Linked DNA regions of Ovis canadensis: region 1 is linked to region 2. The links are chromatin contacts, called in public Hi-C maps. All regions are on one chromosome and are shown on one strand. The core of a region is the stretch at or near the end of the contact, and the rest is flanking DNA. Distances in the headings are between cores, read along the strand shown.

The links. Hi-C and Micro-C count contacts between places; a contact is called where the count stands out from the background.
Region 1: a Hi-C map of fibroblasts shows a contact between it and region 2, with 2.8 times the contacts expected there. The contact joins two enhancer-like sites. A contact is called at or near these places in 2 of 2 Hi-C or Micro-C datasets (fibroblasts and lung).

The regions. Positions count from the first base shown.
Region 1 is chr24:53,971,657-53,975,709 of ARS-UI_OviCan_v2, forward strand. No RefSeq gene overlaps it. Among named protein-coding and RNA genes, the nearest start is that of FSCN1, 17 kb to the left of the region's middle. Within about 2 kb of position 1,940, the one cell type or tissue checked has open chromatin away from gene starts, as enhancers often do. A contact at or near this core is called in fibroblasts, where this site is marked.
Region 2 is chr24:53,893,113-53,897,659 of ARS-UI_OviCan_v2, forward strand. All of the region lies in intron 13 of RNF216 (ring finger protein 216), which reads left to right. Among named protein-coding and RNA genes, the nearest start is that of FSCN1, 62 kb to the right of the region's middle. Within about 2 kb of position 1,574, the one cell type or tissue checked has open chromatin away from gene starts, as enhancers often do. A contact at or near this core is called in fibroblasts, where this site is marked.

The DNA of each region.
Region 1 (4,053 bases), core at 690-3,189, 79 kb after region 2:
TCTTTCATTTCCCTTCTGGAACAAATGAGTCCTAAAGCCACTGGCCGAAGCAGAGCACAGTGGGCTTCCACAGCTCCCATGTGGGGTGCGCAGGAGTGGGGGCCTGAAGCTGGGCGGCAGAGGGTGGTGACTATGCCCTGCATTGACCGTGGAGGTGCCAGGTGGGTTTGGATTTCTGTGTTCAGGAGAGAGCATGGAGAGGCCCCCGGGAAGCAAAGCCAGGGAAGCAAAGAAAACAGGAGGAGGGTCCCTCCAGGAGGACAAGGCCACCCACGGGCTGGGGACACAGGGACAGCCCTGACCCCTCCCCTGGAGATATGCCACATGCCTCCAGCCTGAACCTAGGGGTCCTGGCCAGTGTTCCCACCACCCGCCCACCCTCGCCCAGAACTACAGAAGCACCTACAGCTCTGAAAGAGTTTAAGGTGCTTTCAGGAAGTCTGAGGTCCTGACGCCCACCCACACCCTCTGCTGGTCCCTGCTGGGCATAGGGAGGCTCCACCCTGTCTGCCCCTGCCTGGCATGCCCTGAATGTCCCCCACACCCATCCTTCCTAGGGGAGCCTGGACACTCACCCCGCCCTGCCCTCCTGGCTCCGGCGGTCCCATAGCGCAAGACCCACGGGCCCCATCAGCTGCTCCCTCGGAACTCTTGAGCCGAGGTAGCTGCTCCTCCAGGATTCCCGCTGACGGTCTGTGGACTTGGGCCCCTCACTCTGCACAGTCCGCAGGTACTGCTCATCCAACCCCAAGAGTGTGCCTGGCACCGGGCAGGGTCTCTTCTCATCCTCACAGTTTATCATCCCATTTTACAGATAAGGCAAGTTTCAAGGAGATTAAACTTGCCTGGGAGGTGGAGGTGGGAACAAAGCCTGTACACGCTCTCTAGACACCACTGCCAAGCTTCCTTACGAAAATCCCCTTCTCCAGACAAGAAAATCTAAACATTACACATGGGATTTGCATGTATGGCTTGCCTTATGTGTCAGTTGGATGGTGCTATTCCTTGGGAGCAAGTAAGTCACTGACAAAAAATAAAATTCTAGGACTTCCCTGGCAGTCCAGTGGTTCTGACTCCGTGCTCCCACTGCAGAAGGCGCAGATTTGACACATGGACGGGAGGGGAACTCAGACCCCATAGGCTATGTTGGCTCAGCCAACAAAAAGAAAAGAAAGTTATGTACAAAGAACCTTGAGTTCTTCAGAGCTGCATTAAAATGGCTCATGTTCTGACCCTAAAAAGCAAATAAAATTTAACTGCCTCCTCCAGGCTGACTGCCTGGCTGGGGTCATCCTTGTCTCATCCTGAAGACCCTTCTGGCGACTTAACTGCTGAGTCTTAGGTGTGTGGGGAGGAGGCACAGATGACCACACCGTCCACAGGCTTCTGCCTCTCTTCCCACAGCTCATTATTATTTCCTGGCTACTCTTGACTGCTGTGTGACTTGAGGCGGGTTACCTACTCTCTCTGAACTTCAGTTTCCTCAATAGTATCAGCTTCATAATCAAGTAACCTGTAATCACTGAGTCCACCCATCCCCACCCCAGCACAAGGGGCAAGGAGGCGAAACAACCGGAGGGCGGGGGCCCGAGGGTAAGCTCCTAGGCGGGAACGGAGCCAGGCTTGGGGAGCGAGGGGGTGCGAGGTCTGGGTAAGGAGACCCAGGTTTTCCCCAAGGTGGAACCCCCAAGTCTGCACGTCTGAGGTTCACAACAACCTCGACCCCAGTTATTATCACAACACCTAGGTTGTGACTCATGCGGGGCGCCGAGATCAGGGTGAGGCTGGGCTCGTAGCCTGGGGACCCAGCCCCCCAAATTCCTTGGGGGTCTTGCGGTGGGGATGGGCTGAGCCGGTCCCTGTCTTTGTGCGGGAGAGGGCGTGGCCTGTTGAAGACGGACCAATCCGGGGAGGCCGAAGGTCTGGAAAGCCATTGGGGAGGCCGTGGCTGGGTCCTGGGCGTGGCCAGGAGGGAAACGGGGCGGGGCTCCTGCCTGGGGCCGTAGTTGAGGGTCCTTTGGGGGTCCTCTGAGGCCGCGGGGCGACCCCGGGGAAAAGGAGGGTCCATGGGAGGGGGCAGTGCGGGGGGGAAGGGGGCCTGGGATCCAGTGGTGGGATCAGGGCGAGCAGAGGCGCCGCCGCCGGCGATGGGGGAGCCCCCGACTCTGGGCGCGACTAGGAAGGGGGCGCCCCCGGGTCCGCGAGGTGCTGCGGGGACACGCCCTGCCCACCCTAGGGGACCCCGCGTCCCTCACCCCGCCCCCCGCCCCACCCCGAGTCCTTCCTCCCTTGGCAACTCCCGCTTCCAGATCGCTTCCCGCCCCGGCCGAGTCCCGGGACGGCCCTTCCCAGCCCCTTCCGTGCACAGCCTCCCCTCCCCCGCTCGCTTCCTGCCGGCGGAGGCGGCAGTTCGCGCAGCTGGAGGTGCGGCGAGGTTGGAGGCTCCTGGCAGGGCCTGACTGCCTTCCTTGTGGGTGTGGTTCCCGGAGTCCTCCCCAGCAGCACCCTAATCCAGAGCCCCTTCTGTCCTCCACCCTCCACACCTCAGCTACTGCAGCCCCCTCCCAGCCAGACAGACCCCAAGGCTGGGTGATGGCCGCATCCTCAACCGCCTGAAGAATTTCCTTGTCAGTCTCTCCTTTCCGCCTCCACTATGCTTCCCAGGCAGGGCTCCTACCCCACATCCAACCCTCCCCTTCTTTTTAAGGACAGCTGAGGGTTTTCTTGGTGGCTCAGATGGTAAAGAACCTGCCTGCAATGCAGGAGACCCGGGTAGATCCCTGAGTTAGGAAGATCTCCTGGAAAAGGAAATGGCAACCCACTCCAGGATTCTTGTCATGGAGAGTGAAGCCTGGTGGGCGACGGTCTGTGACGGGGCTAACGCATGCCCCGCACACAGGTTTTCTTTCTGCTCTGTGCTCTTCCTCTCGACTCCTGAGCGGGGGCCACCCCCTGACCTCCCCATCCACAGTCATTGCTTCAGGGATGGGCCCGACCTCAGTTGCTCAATGTGGAGCGACCCGGGGCATGCTTGGCACCCTGGCCCAGAGCACTGCCGTCTGCCCCAAGTCACCGTGCCCTGTGGATGTGCCACATGGACCTGCAGCAAGCATTTGGCCATCCTGTAGGCAGAGCTGACCCATGGGGGAGAAGACAATGCTTAGAGAGTCAGAAGTTGAGCCAGAGCCCCGATCATACCATCCCTGACATCCCATTACCCCTAGATGGCTACAGAAGCCATATTTGCTGTTCTAGAAAAGATGCATTGGATTCTCCATTTCTTGCAATGTGAAGATGTTCACTGACATGTTAGCCCATCAACCCTGGGGAGATAATTAATTCTCATTTTACAGGCAGGGAGACTGAGGGTCACAGTGGCTAATGTCCTCAGTTCACTCAGGAGAGCCGGCAAAACTGGGACTAGAAGTGAGGCTTTCCTGAACCCTTTTGAGTGCTGTTTGGGCTAGATGTGTGTGATACTGGAGTGGGTTGCCATTTCCTCCTCCAGGGGATCTTCCCTCTCCAAGCATTGAATCCATTGAACCCATGTCTCCTTCACTGGCAGGCAGATTCTTTCCCAGGGAGCCGCCTAGGAATCTCATTCTCTTAGGAGATCACAAGTCCTTTCCAAGCTCTTGACCACTAGTTGCTTATCAGTTCTTTCTTCCCCAGGGGCTGAATCCATTTCAGTTGAATGGCATCCAGTTGAAAGGAGGAGGTGGGTTGGGGAGGGGGATTCCCAAATTCCCAACAGCAGGCGGAAGCAACCACAGGTCCCCCTCCACCCTGTCCTCTGCCCCACTGGAAACTTGAAAGCCCAAAGAGGGGCCAAATTTCCCTGAAATCACACAGCACCTTGGAGGAGCTGGAGACTGTGGCTGCTTTAAGTCCTTCTGAACCCAACTGTCACTAGCTTTATGGGGTCCCTAGGACATTTGGACCAGAGTGGAGCTATTTAGCTCTTGAGAGTCCCTTGGACTGCAGGGAGATCCAACCAGTCCATCCTAAAGGAAATCAGTACTGAATATTCATTGGAAAGACTGATGCTAAAGC
Region 2 (4,547 bases), core at 324-2,823:
CCTGTGCAGGCCGGGCGCCCACCGGAGGTGCTGCAGTCGCCTGTGAACCCTTGTGCTCCTCCAGGGAGATCTGCAGAGTGGCCATCTTTGAGAAGAGACTGCCCGTCACGGTAAATAGCAACAGATACTTCCTTTTATTCTCCAGGCCTTGTGCTACACTGTTGTCTTTATTCTTTTCACCTGGGGCAACAGGTGGGATGCCTTGAGCTTTAGAAGTGGAGGAAAATCCAGTGGGACTTTCCAGTTACCAGCCTGGAAATATACCTGAAACCACATCATTTTCTTTTTTACTGGAGTTTCTGAAATAACTTCCTGTGTGTCATTTTTTCCCTCCAGTCTGTCCACCCAGCATGCTAAGCCATAAAATCTCTCCAATAGAGCAAGTCTGTGTGTCTGTCTCAGGGAAAAGGAGGAAAAAGGAAACTTGAGAGACTTAATTGTCCCGAGGGGTCCAAAAACGAGTGAGTGGGGGCCACATTCAAGGGGACAGCAGCCTCCACAGGGGAACGCTCAATGCGTGACCTCTGCTTCCTTATAAAAGTCCAGTTCTGCAAGGGGAAGTGAGCGCCACTGGAGAAGGAGTGGGATTGAGGGGTCAGCAGAGAGGTGAGCAAGAAAATGAAGCGATGCCGACGTGCAGAGCCCATACAGGCGTGCGGGGAGGCGGCGGCCGCCGGAAGGAGTCGGCCCGAGAGTTGTTGCTCCCTGTCCTGCTCGGATGAGCTCTGGCCGTTCCCACCCCACCCCTGCTGTCCCTCCAGGAACCTGCTGCCCTCCCAGGTTTTCCAGAAATCATTACCAATCTCGTTATCAGAAATAGTCAGAGGAGCTGTGACTGACAGTTGGGACAGCTGTAGAGGCTGTCCCTCCTTCCTCACACACTCTGAGGCCTAGCTGCCAGCCCTCAGCCCAGCCGTGCTGGGAGGTAGGGCTGTACACCGCCGTGGGTATCCACGAGGAGTCCTCGGCTATGAATTGGAGCTAAAGTTTGCAGCAGCCAGGATGCTGCTGCCAGCGTGGGGTCCTGGGTTATGTGAGCAATGCAGCGTAAGCCATCAGTAACGAACAGAGTGTGTGCCAGGAGTTATCTGCATGTTACCCAGTGGTGAGCGGGGCTCAGAGTTGAGCCAGTTCTTGGTTCCAAGAAGCCTGACACGACAGGCCTTTGGATTCCTGTCCCTGTAGGACTACAGAATGCCAGAAATTCTGTCATGAATTGTGCAAGACTTCACCAGAGAGAAATGCAAGTAGGGTGTGTGTCGATACTCCGGCAGAGAGAGCTGGCTGTGATGTTGTCAACTAGCCCCGAAGAGTGATTGCCAGCCCCTCGAGCATAGCAGTCTTAGCCACTCTCTTTCATCCGTCATCTTTCCATTTAAGAAACCTAGTCTAGTTACCTTAAAGGCCCCACCACTCAGAAGCTTCCTGTTTCCCCCTTCTCTGCCCGGGAGCACCCCAGGACTCTGGAGCACCCCAGGACTCTGACCTGTGCCCCTTCGTGTTTGTCCCCACTTGCCCGGGGTGACCTCATCCAGGCTGTCTTAAATTCCTTCTGCATGCCAGAGCCTTCCACATCTGGACTCCAGCCCCAGCTCTCCCCAAGCTCCTAGCCTGATGAGTACAAACCACACCGCCAAGAACTCCTCACATCCCCCACATAAAATCTAAATCTGTTGTTTTCTTCAGGAATAACTCCATTCTTCTTGAGTCCTGGGGGGAAAACAGCATGGTTACAATAATGTCCCCATTTTCTAGTTCATCGAATATGGGAATATAGATGAATCCAGACTCCTCTTGATTAATCCCATCAGGAGACATCATTTGTTACTACAGTTGCAGATACTATGTCTCTGTAATGTCTTTCTTTTTAGGTGTTGTTTTCTTGACAAGGGTTTCATAAGAGTACACTGACAACTTCTCATAAACCATGGATCCTAAAATATTCAGATGAGTATGATGAGACCTGCATGCTCGATCTAAAAAGATTGTAACATACCTGTTCTCCCACTGCACTAATCTCATGGCTTGGGTTTTGTGAGAAAGCCTGTTAATGAGAACAAACTAAAGATGTCCTGGTCAGAGAAGCTTGTCATCTGGTAAAATGAGAAGACGTGGGAATTTTTCTCCTTCACCCTGGTATCTAAAGACTGGTGTTGGTCTGTATAGTCTGGAAGTTCCACCCTCAGGGAAACTGAACACGGAGTCGGGGGGTTGACCTGATATCCTTGCAGCCCCTCGCACTCGTCTCTGGGAACAGAGGGTACCACTCACCATACAGCGTTGGCCCAGGAGGCAAGGATTATCTGGCTGGTAAAGGGCCGTAAGGTCAAGCCAGGGCAGATTTCATAATCATTACCATTTTTGAGAAGAATTTCCCACAGCTGCCTTTTTTTATCTTCCATACTGAAATAGTGGCAGGAGCTAATCAGAATAGCCTTTGATGCCTCCAAGATAGTTAACATCCCAGCCTGCATGCTCTGTCCTCCAGGGCTCACCCTGGAGATTGACCTTCAGATCAGTCTCTTTTTACGTGAGACCCAGTTCTGCAGTGCTTCGTTATCTAGTCTTCAGCTCCTTAACCATAGAAGGGGAGAAAGGAGTACGTGGGGGCAGTCATAGAAACAGCAGTAAGGAAAAAAACCATCTGGCCAAACAAACGTGAGGACTCCAAGGGCCCAGCAGCCCTCGAGTGGGGTAAGGATGGCTGTGGTGGATGCCTGTGGCTTTGCTGGTAACAGCTCAGAGCGACTGGCATATACTGAGACCATAATGCGAGTTACCAACAAAAGGGTGAATTGTGTCCTCGTCACTCTTAAGAAGTTCCTCCCAAATGGTTAAAAAGTGAAAAGGGCATGCTTCATTCACGTTGCTGCAGATAGCATTATGTCATTCTTTCTGCGGCTGAGGAGTGTTCCGTTGTATATGTGTGTGTGCACCGTGTCGTCTCTATCCGCCCGTCTGCCAGCGGACACTTGGGTCGCTTCCATGCCTTGGCTTTTGTGAACAGTGCTGCTGTGAACCTTGGGGGTGTGTGTATCTTTTCAAAGTAAAAGTTCCTGTCTTTTCTGGATATATGCCCAAGAGTGAGATTGCTGGATCATGTGATAACTCTCTTTTTTAGTTTTTTGAGAAACCCCCATTCTGTTCCCCATAGAGATTGTATCAATTTACCTTCCCTCCAACAGTGTAGGAAGGTTCCCTTTTGTCCACACCCTCTCCACCGTTTATTATTTGTAGACTTGTTGGTGATGGTCATTGTGACCGGTGTGAGGTGACACCTCATTGTAATTTTGATCTGCGTTTCTCTAATAGCGATGTTGAGCATCCTTTCACGTGCCTGTTGGTCATCTGTCTTTGGTAACTTTTAAAGTTGCTCCTCTCCCTTCTCATGTCTTTAACCCATTTTTATATCAGATTTTTGTTTTCACTTCCCAGTTTTGGCTGGCTCTCTGTGCGCTCTACATATTAATCTGCTTTCGGTTTTAGTTCCAGATATCTTCCAGTCAGTCACGCGTCTGTTACCCTGTCTGCGGTGTCTTCCCTGGGATGAAACTACTCCGGTCACTCAGTTTGCCTTTGTAGTGTGTGCTTTTGGGGATGTGTTTAAGAAGTCCTCTCCTCACGAAAGAGCAGGTGTTCGTCTGTGTTCTCTTCTGTCAGGTTTAACATCTGAGAAGGTGTGGCTTCTGGTCAATGCCTTCCCTGTCTAGAGAGCCTGACTGGCCTGTGCAGCACGGCTGTCATTCCAGGTCTCTTTGGGGATGACTGTTCATTTTATTACAGTTATGTTCAGCTCATGGGCTCCTCTGCTAGGGTGTGAACCTCTGTGGGGTGGGATGGAGGGGGCATTACAGGCTGAGGGAGCAGCCACGCCGCCTTCGGGAGACAGGCCACTGCAAGGGGCCTGCGGGGCCTCCTTCTTTGGAAACTTCTCCTCAGGCGAAGGGCCGGGGTCAGAGACCTTTGTGAGCCATCCTGCCCAGCGTCCACCAAGGGTGTTGGGAACCCTGAGTCCTGCCCCTGGTGCTGGGACCACTGCCAGCTGTACAGAGTGCCCCCTGGAACCGCACCCACCTTAGACTCAGCCCTTCTGCTGAGCGGCCCAGGTCTGAGGCCCCTCCTTCCTCGTGTGCTCAGACCTTCCGGCGCCGCCTCTGCCTGGTCTTGAAGCCCAGCTGCATACACCTCCCCGCCTGCTGCTGGACCAGACACGGGGGAGAGGTGCCCAGGTGGCCTTCATTCCTGCTCAGGCCTGCATGGCGGGGTCTGGTTTCTCTGCTTTTCTGGTGTACAGTGCATCTGTAAGTCATCCTCTAAAGAAGCTTTTTGGTGTTTGAACGGATGGATGACTGACTGAATCCTAAGTTGATGGCTTTCAGATTGTTTTGACTATGACTTATAGTAGGAATATATTTTACCATAAAATCAGTGCAAACATAAACATGTATATGTATAACCAAAGCAATAGTTTTACGAAATAAATACCTGGCATATGGAATGCACTCTTGTATCTTTTCTGTTCTAGTTTTTTTTTAATCCACTTACTG